Linked DNA regions of Sus scrofa: region 1 is linked to region 2. Evidence: chromatin contacts called from public Hi-C data. All regions are on one chromosome and are shown on one strand. Each heading gives the region's core, a stretch centred on a gene start, on an enhancer-like site or on the middle of the called end of the contact. The rest is flanking DNA. Distances are from core to core; before and after follow the strand shown.

Region 1 (3,749 bases), core at 346-2,845, 81 kb after region 2:
CATCCCAACAGCAGAGCTTGGCTCAATGAGCAGCAGTACCACCTGCGAATGGGGAGAGATTAAGCCCAGGGTTCCCAAGAGCCCGACCCCAAGTCACAGTCATCAGAGTCTGGCCCATGATAAGACCGTGGGGCTTCTTCATCCTCTTCCAGTACCATGGCAACTTCCCTCCCTCCCTCAGGCAGCCACAGTGAAACCAAAAGGCCCAGACACCTGGCCTTCCCTGCCCTGAGTCACCAGGAAGGGCCAAAGCTCAGGGAGTCTTCCCCCTACCTAATGCAACCCAGCAGGACCAAGAGCGCCCGCATTAAACCTGCTGCATTAAACCCGCGGGGCGCCTGGGTCTGCCCCCACCCCAATCCCTTTGTTAAGATCTCGAATAAAGATTTCTCTGCTCAAAGATAGTGGAAATGAACTTTGGGGGCTTTGAAATAGCAGCACAAAAAGAGTGTACGGTGCCCCTGTGGGCACGTCTCCCAGCAGGAAAGCTCCTCAAGCAACCACAAGGGGGGAAAGGAGGGGGCGTGCCTATGTGCTGTGGGGTCGCGGAGCCTGGGAAAGATGGGGTGAGCAGGGCAACCGGGGCGGAGAAGGCTTGCTCTGGCGCTCTAGGGTGGCAGCCACCCCGGGGTGGGGAGTGGGGAGGCAGGTGGGCAGGATTTAGAGCATGTGACCATTCCTCTGCTGCTCCCCAGTTCTCTAAACAGAGAGGAGGGGCCCTGTCAGGTGGGACAGAAACGGCCGGGGCAGAGAGGTGGAGGCCTCGGGGTTCGGGCTCTCGTGGACGACCTTTCCCTAGTTAAACCCCTCGGCCCTCACTCAGCAGGAGACAGGCAGCCATCTGGCCCTCGGCGACAAGTGCGCGGGGACTTTGTCCGGCCCGCTCAAATACTCAAAGACAGGCAGCCTGCTCTTTCCAGGATCGATAGTAATTTTTTCAAAAGAGAGTCTGCGGACTCAATGAATCAAGCACTCCCAGGGGAAAGAGTTGCAGCTCCCGCGCGCAACATCCATTTGCAAAACAATTCATTCCCTCGCTCGGAGCTTTCAGCAAATACCCTCGCCGAGTCCCCAGGCACGAGGGAGGCGGGAGGAGCGGGGTAGGGGAGGGGGTGGCGGACTACAGTCCCCCTCTCTCCACCATTGTCCCCAACTCCAGCCCCCACTGTATCCCGAGGTGCCTGAGGCGGTTCCTGGGACCTGAGCCCAGCTGCTCTGTTCCGGGGCACGCAGTCCCGCGAGGCTCACTTTGCCAGGGGCTCCCAAAGCAGGGCGCTCAGGACCCCGCGCCCCTGGGACCGGGGTGGGGGGAGGTGGGGGTCGGGGAGTGACAAGTGCCAATGCCAGCGGCCGGGCGCGCTGCTAGACCGGCCCAAAGACGGCGTCCCCAGCACAGCCCTGGTACTCACTACTCCGGTGGTCGCCGTCCACCGCGCTCAGAGGCCACTAGCAGCCCGCGCGAGGCTCCGCAACCCTCGGCGCCGCCGCCGCCGCCGCTCCCCTCCCCCGGCTCGCCGAAGCCTTGGAGGTAGCCGCTGCTGCGGTACAGCTCCGGCGCCGCCGACAAACTAGTTTCTCCGGCCTTCCCGCCCCGCCTCCCGGCCTGAAGCCAATCAGAGGCGGCGCCTCTGTGATGGATGGCCTGTCGAACCCGTAGTTCAGTCCGAAAGAGGAGAAAGGGGTGGGCACTGGGCTGCGCCGGCTCCGCGAAAAGGCGGGGCGGGGAGAGGAAAAGGACTTCGACCAGATTCTTAAAGAGACAGGCGTCTGCCCGCCCCCGCGGCCGAAGTTTGCGAACAAAACCCAACGGTGTTCTCTCGAGCTTTCCGAAGGATGGAACTTTGTGAATTGCAAATGCCTCTTCTGTACCCGGTCTGCGACACACTTTTAGTTGTGGAAGTGTTAAGGAAACCTTTTCTTTTTACTCTGGGGTTGTTGCACTGTTTGGGATTTTCTTCAGCCACTGAACCCCATCTGAACTTGAAATATATATTTTTCAGGGTACTTCAGCTCTCCTAATAGTCTCATTTCGCGCTGAGTTCCTTTTGTAAGCCGACCTTCAAATATTCATTCATCCATTCATTCCACAAACATTTTCTGGGCGCCTGCGCAATGACCTAGGTTCAGAGTGGGGAAAATGATCTATATTCTCATTCTTGACTTCTCCAGGTTGCTGTGTATTCAACTTCTTCACCTTTAACATGACAGGTAAAAAATCCTCATAGGAATATTCCCAGAATTAAAGGAGAGAAACTCCTATGACAAAGTAAGTGCACAATAAATGTCCTTTCTTTCCTCTCTCCCATTGAAAATGGGTAATTCAAGTAGATCACTTAAGGATACAAAAGCCCTGGTCAAGTAGAGTGTTATGATAAGTGTTATAAGAGCCAAGAAGGGGGCGGAGAGAATTCCCAGGAAGCAGAGGTCACACTGACGGAAGGTGCAAGGAAGGTTTATGAGGAGGGGAGATTGCACAAAAGATTGAATGAGGGCTAGGATTTTGGCTGAGGGAAACTGGGCGGGAGAGCCCCTGGGCAGAAAGCTGTTTAGAGTGTTCAGAAGAGATCCCGGGATTAAAAGGCTGTAAAATGATAGGGAAGATGGCAGGTATTTGGGGGGAAACAGTATGGTGTGGAGAAAAGAGTTCAAATCCCAGTTCTGCCTGTCAAGACCTGTTTAGAACTGAAGGCAGAGTGCTCAGGCTCTCTGGGTGTTGGATTGTTACTGGTGGAAGGAAGGTTCTAGAACCTATTTTTCAGGGTTATGTAAAGATTAGATGAGAGAGCTTATATACTGGGCCCAGCATCTAGTAAGTGGTCAGTATAGATTTGTATCTTCATTTGGGTAAAATACAAGGACTCTTTTTTTTTTTTTTTTTTTTCTAATATGAGGATTCTAATGGTCAAGACCAATCTTGGCCAGAGGTAAGAAGCTAGCCAAGTGTGCCATTGAGGTGCTTTCCAAGGGGAAAAGGTGGCATCAAAATAATTGGTCCATTAAAGAAATGACACAGATCACATTTGTAGTTTTAGCCTCCTGCCAATTTTCTAGAGCTAGAGTATTTATATAATTGTAGGTTTAGATGAAGTTCCACATACTAAATTGATTCTTAGCAAGTTCATAACCATTGCTTATTATTCCATTCAGGTTCTCTGTGAAATTATAAGTGCTAACCATCTACAATCTGGTCCACATTATCATTTTCCCCCCTCCTCAACTCCAAGCTTAAATTAGGTACTGGAATATATTAAAATTAAATGTAGGCAATAGAATAAAATCAGACCAAGAACACGTGTTGAGTCATTGAATTTAGATATGATTTGGAAGGAACAGAGGGGATGGAGCTCGCTTTGCCATCTGTCTCAGTTTTTGCTGTAGACCCTGGAGCATAATCACTGTCATGGCCCCTACCAGCCAATGTTGTAGGGACCCACATACCTGTTAGTCCACCCCACCCCACTGCACAGGGAGTTCTGGAAGGGCAGGGACCATGACAAACTGTGTAGACAACTTGGTTCCTCAGATAAGTTGTCCACACAGTTTTGAAGTACTATGAATAATACAACTCAGAATTGGACTTTGCTGCATTATGAGAGAAAACCTAAAATAACTGTGAATTTTAAAAATCTAGAAGTTTGTTTCTAGCTCATGCAAAATAAATCTAAAGTTAAGTAATCAATGACTATTTGGCAACTCCGCAGTTATGAAGAGCATGGGCTCTTCTGCCATCCTTAATGCTTGGTTTCCAT
Region 2 (3,916 bases), core at 841-3,340:
CAAATTGTGGACTATAGCATTTTTACGTAACTTCCATATTACGTCCGTATCTCCTTTCTTCCACATTGTGAATCCTCGTCCTCAAGCATACATCATAGAAATAGAATATCCTGTATTTACATACTGGCTTTGTCCTATCTTAACACACACATCAGAAGAACAATGCTAATACTGTTATCACTGTGTATGACTTTTATATGCTATCCCCATCCTTCTCCGCCCTTTTTTTTTCTTTACCGTTATACTGTGTCTACACTGTTAACTTTTAGCTCTGACCTATAATCCTCACTCTTCAAGAACCACCACCACCTTTTATGTGAGTTCTCCCTCCAGTCATTTTGGGTGTCTGAGGCATATTCTTTAGTAGGTGTCTCAGGAAAGGCTCGTGAGGATAATATACCGAGTCCTTGCGTATTGGCAATAATTTTGTACCCTTTATACTTGAAAGTCTATTCTGAATATAAACCTTGGTTGTGACGTTTTCTTCCTTTGGATATCTTTATTCTCAGATACATCATTCATTTTTTTTCTGGCATAAAGAAGGCATTGCCAGCAGAGTCTGATCATAATTTGATTTTCTTCATAGAAGTCACATGCTCTTTGCCTAGATGCCCAAAGGATTTTTTTCCCCTAAATCCAAGTAGTTTGTCTAGAATATGCCTTGGTTTTGGATATTCTGGGTTGATGTTCTCAGGTTCACAGTGTTCTATTTTGATATGTCATTTCAGATTTTTCAGATTTCAGAAAAGTCTTCTTAAATTACAATTTTTTAGAATTTTTCTTCTTCCCTGGCTTTGATTTTCTTCATGAACTCCCACTATTCATGTGTTGGGTCATCTTTGCCTGTCTTCAGTACTTGCTGCTTTCCCATAATACTTTTTATATCTTCATCTTTTTAATGTTTAAATAGTCTTTCTTTCACCTATTTTCTTAGGTCATTTTCTTTTGGGTTTATTTGCTCTCATATTCTAGTTTAGTTTTCATTTCTAAAGGAATATATTTTTTCCTTTGGTTTCCACTGAGTTTTGCTGCCTCCTTTCTGTGTTTTCTGATTCTGACTTAGGTTCTTTCATGTCTATGTCATTTTCTCATGTTATTAGCGCACTTATTTTACAGACATGTCCTTCTGATGTGCTTTGATCATGTGTAGGGAAGTTGTGCCTCTTGATCTTTCTCTTGCTCCCTCTTTTCTTAACTTTGTGTAGGATTTGACTTTGCTGTTTCTCTGTTGCCGATTTTTGTGTGAAATAAATTTCTCCAGTTATTAGGCTCACATGAGGTTTTTTCACTTCACTAGACTCTTCTATTGTTTTCAATGTTTCTAGAAAATGCAATGACTCATCTTAGGAGATTCCCTACCTCTGTTTCCTCCCTTATTCCATCTGGACCTTTTTTTTCCTTCATCTCTGTTGTTTCTCTCCTGCTCAGTTTTTATTCTAGTTTCAGCACTCTCTCCTTTCTGTGGGACATTGCTGCTCTAGAAAAGACTTTGAGAATTCAGATGCTTAGACTGTTCTATCTATGGGAGGGGTGACAACTTTGGCAGTTTTAGCTGTTGGTCTCAAATTGGCTCACCTAACTTCCTAGGGAATTCCGTTTAGCTACTTTGGATCTGATTCTAGGAGCCAGGAGCTTTCCAATAAATTACTCTGCCTTCCCTGTACCCTTTCCAGTTTCCTAGGTCTCATATATATATATATATTCTTTTTTTTTTTTTTCACTTGACTGATCTCTGCATTTCCAGTAGATCCAACTAAAACACATATCCTGAGCTGACAGCTTTGTCTGAATAAAGGAAATCCCGTAGTCACTTTGGAATGTTCTGATCATATTCCCCGTACATATAATGTATTACCGCGAGATTTTCTATTTCTCATTGAAAAAGGAGATGTCAGTTTTGCGTGTTTCCTTTCTTCCAGTGGAGATCCTTCAGAGTTTGGTGAGTGGAAGCCTGGGAGGCACCCTTGGGCAGACTGTGAGCAGCCCTACTGAGCAAGAAGGCATGGTGGGCCCTGTTTCCCTGCCCCGGAGAGCAGAGACCTTTGGAGGGTTTGACAGCCATCAGATGAATGCTTCAAAAGGTCAGTGGTTTTGAATTCGTTGCCCTTACAGGCAGCCCTTGGCTATCAAGCTAAACATGATCTGTACTCTGTAGCACCATTTCCTCTGTCTTCTGCCCCCCCTCAGTCAGTAAATGTTTTAGTCAGAGCCTAGTAAGTATCTAGCTGCTAAAACACTCAGGCACCTCTCCCAGTGTTATGTTTATTTTGAGTAATAAAAAATTTTCCTGGGATCTCTGCTAAGCTATAGCCAAGTAACACTTGTTTCTTTCTGCTTCTAGTTCTGCATCAGTGAAATCATTAACAATCACTCAGCTGCCACCAAGGGCCTGCCCCTTTTTGGCATTAATAGACATCAGAAATATTCTGTCCTTGAGCTATGTATATTGTATTTTCTTGACTAATTGGTTTCACAACTTAAAAAACAAAAATTAAAAAAAAAACAAAAAACCTTGTTTGTTTGTCTAGGTGGTGAAAAGGAAGAGGGAGATGATGGCCAAGATCTTAGGAGAACAGAATCGGACAGTGGTTTGAAAAAGGTATTTCTTTCTAAGATATACTCTCTAAGTCCTCCCTGGCCTTTCCTCTGAATTCATAATCTTTGAAATTAGTCCATTCTGATTTTGTTAGTCCAGTCTGATTTGCTGTTTTCATTTCCCACTTTAAGAGGAAAGCACATATCTAAGCAAACCGTACAATTAAGAGCCCCACGCCCTTGGCCATTGAGTCTCTCTGGCTTTGGACAGTGTTGACACACACAGCTCTGCCACTGCCCTGGCTGGACCAGTGTTGTTAAGAGGCTGTTTAAATGTCCCACATCCACCTGAACCCTTGGCAAAGCCTCCATGACAGTTCGGCCTGCAGTGAGAGGCTACTAGAGAAGAACAAAAATGGGAAGTCACAGCATAACAGACACACTGACTGTTATTTTTGCCTCAGAATCTTCGGGGTTTTTTTAATGTACTTTTTTTGTTTTATAGGGTGGAAATGCTAACGTGGTATTTATGCTTAAAAGAAACAGTGAGGTAAGAACGTTATGAGCTATTTAACAGAATATGTTTTTGTCATAATTGTTAGGTTAGGAATGCTCATTTCTACTTGACTGTTGAGCAAGCTGGCTCTTGGCTGTGACCCGGGCAGTTGTCAGTTTCCCTTCCCCAGGCCATCAACTTGTCATTTTGCCAGAGTACTGCCCACTAAAACGGCCTCTGCTTCTCTGTCCTTGAGAAACCCCTTGCTTTCTCTAAACATGGGCTATGACACTCCCATCCATGCACACTGAGTAGAATTTGTAGCCACCCTTGCTGTAATGCAAGCCTGGCACCGAAGGCCATGGTCTAGAACCTGGCAAATTACCTTTTTGGTAATTCTGCATAGTAATTTCTTATCCTACAGCTGAAGTTGGGTTTTCTTCTTTGAGCATTGCTTTTTACTCAAAAGGTAGCCTTGGCATCCCCTGGCCAGAGAGGAGGTTGCCATGCCAGTGTTTCACCCCCCTCCAGCTGAGTTCCACTGACTCTGGGATAACCCATGACTTGCATGGTCTCCCTCTCTCCTTGGGTCCCTTTTAGGAAGCCTCCTGCAGGCACTGCCGCCTCCAGACTTAGTTGACTCTGAGCATGTAACTGAGTCAGGAGGCTAGAATTGGACGCAGGACAGTGGTGCTCTGGGGTGTACCTCTCAGGATGTTCTCTGTGTTTCTCTCTGCTTTTAATATGCTTTTAACATGATGTCTTAAATCCCCAAGAAGCTTTGTTTTGAAATTTCAAATTAAGGGAATCTTTGCCTTTTTTCCCCCAAAACACAAAAGGATGTTGTTTTCTGTTTGTTGACATGTTAGTCCACACTAACTATCC

The links. A called contact is a pair of places that touch in the nucleus more often than the background predicts.
Region 1: a contact with region 2 is called in a Hi-C map of liver, with 4 times the contacts expected there. The contact joins the promoter of KLHL25 here to the enhancer-like site in region 2. A contact is called at or near these places in 1 of 5 promoter capture datasets (liver), 3 of 47 Hi-C or Micro-C datasets (liver and skeletal muscle) and 1 of 2 datasets of contacts at active chromatin or transcription factors (skeletal muscle).

The regions. Positions count from the first base shown.
Region 1 is chr7:88,290,363-88,294,111 of Sscrofa11.1, forward strand. It overlaps KLHL25 (kelch-like protein 25), which reads right to left and starts at 1,596. Exons shown (of 5, transcript XM_005666300.3): 1 at 1,410-1,596.
Region 2 is chr7:88,208,876-88,212,791 of Sscrofa11.1, forward strand. It overlaps AKAP13 (A-kinase anchor protein 13), which reads left to right. Exons shown (of 38, transcript XM_021099912.1): 32 at 1,920-2,081; 33 at 2,529-2,599; 34 at 3,041-3,085. Among named protein-coding and RNA genes, the nearest start is that of KLHL25, 81 kb to the right of the region's middle. Within about 2 kb of position 2,091, at least 9 of the 83 cell types and tissues checked have an H3K27ac peak or open chromatin away from gene starts, as enhancers often do. A contact at or near this core is called in liver and skeletal muscle, where this site is marked.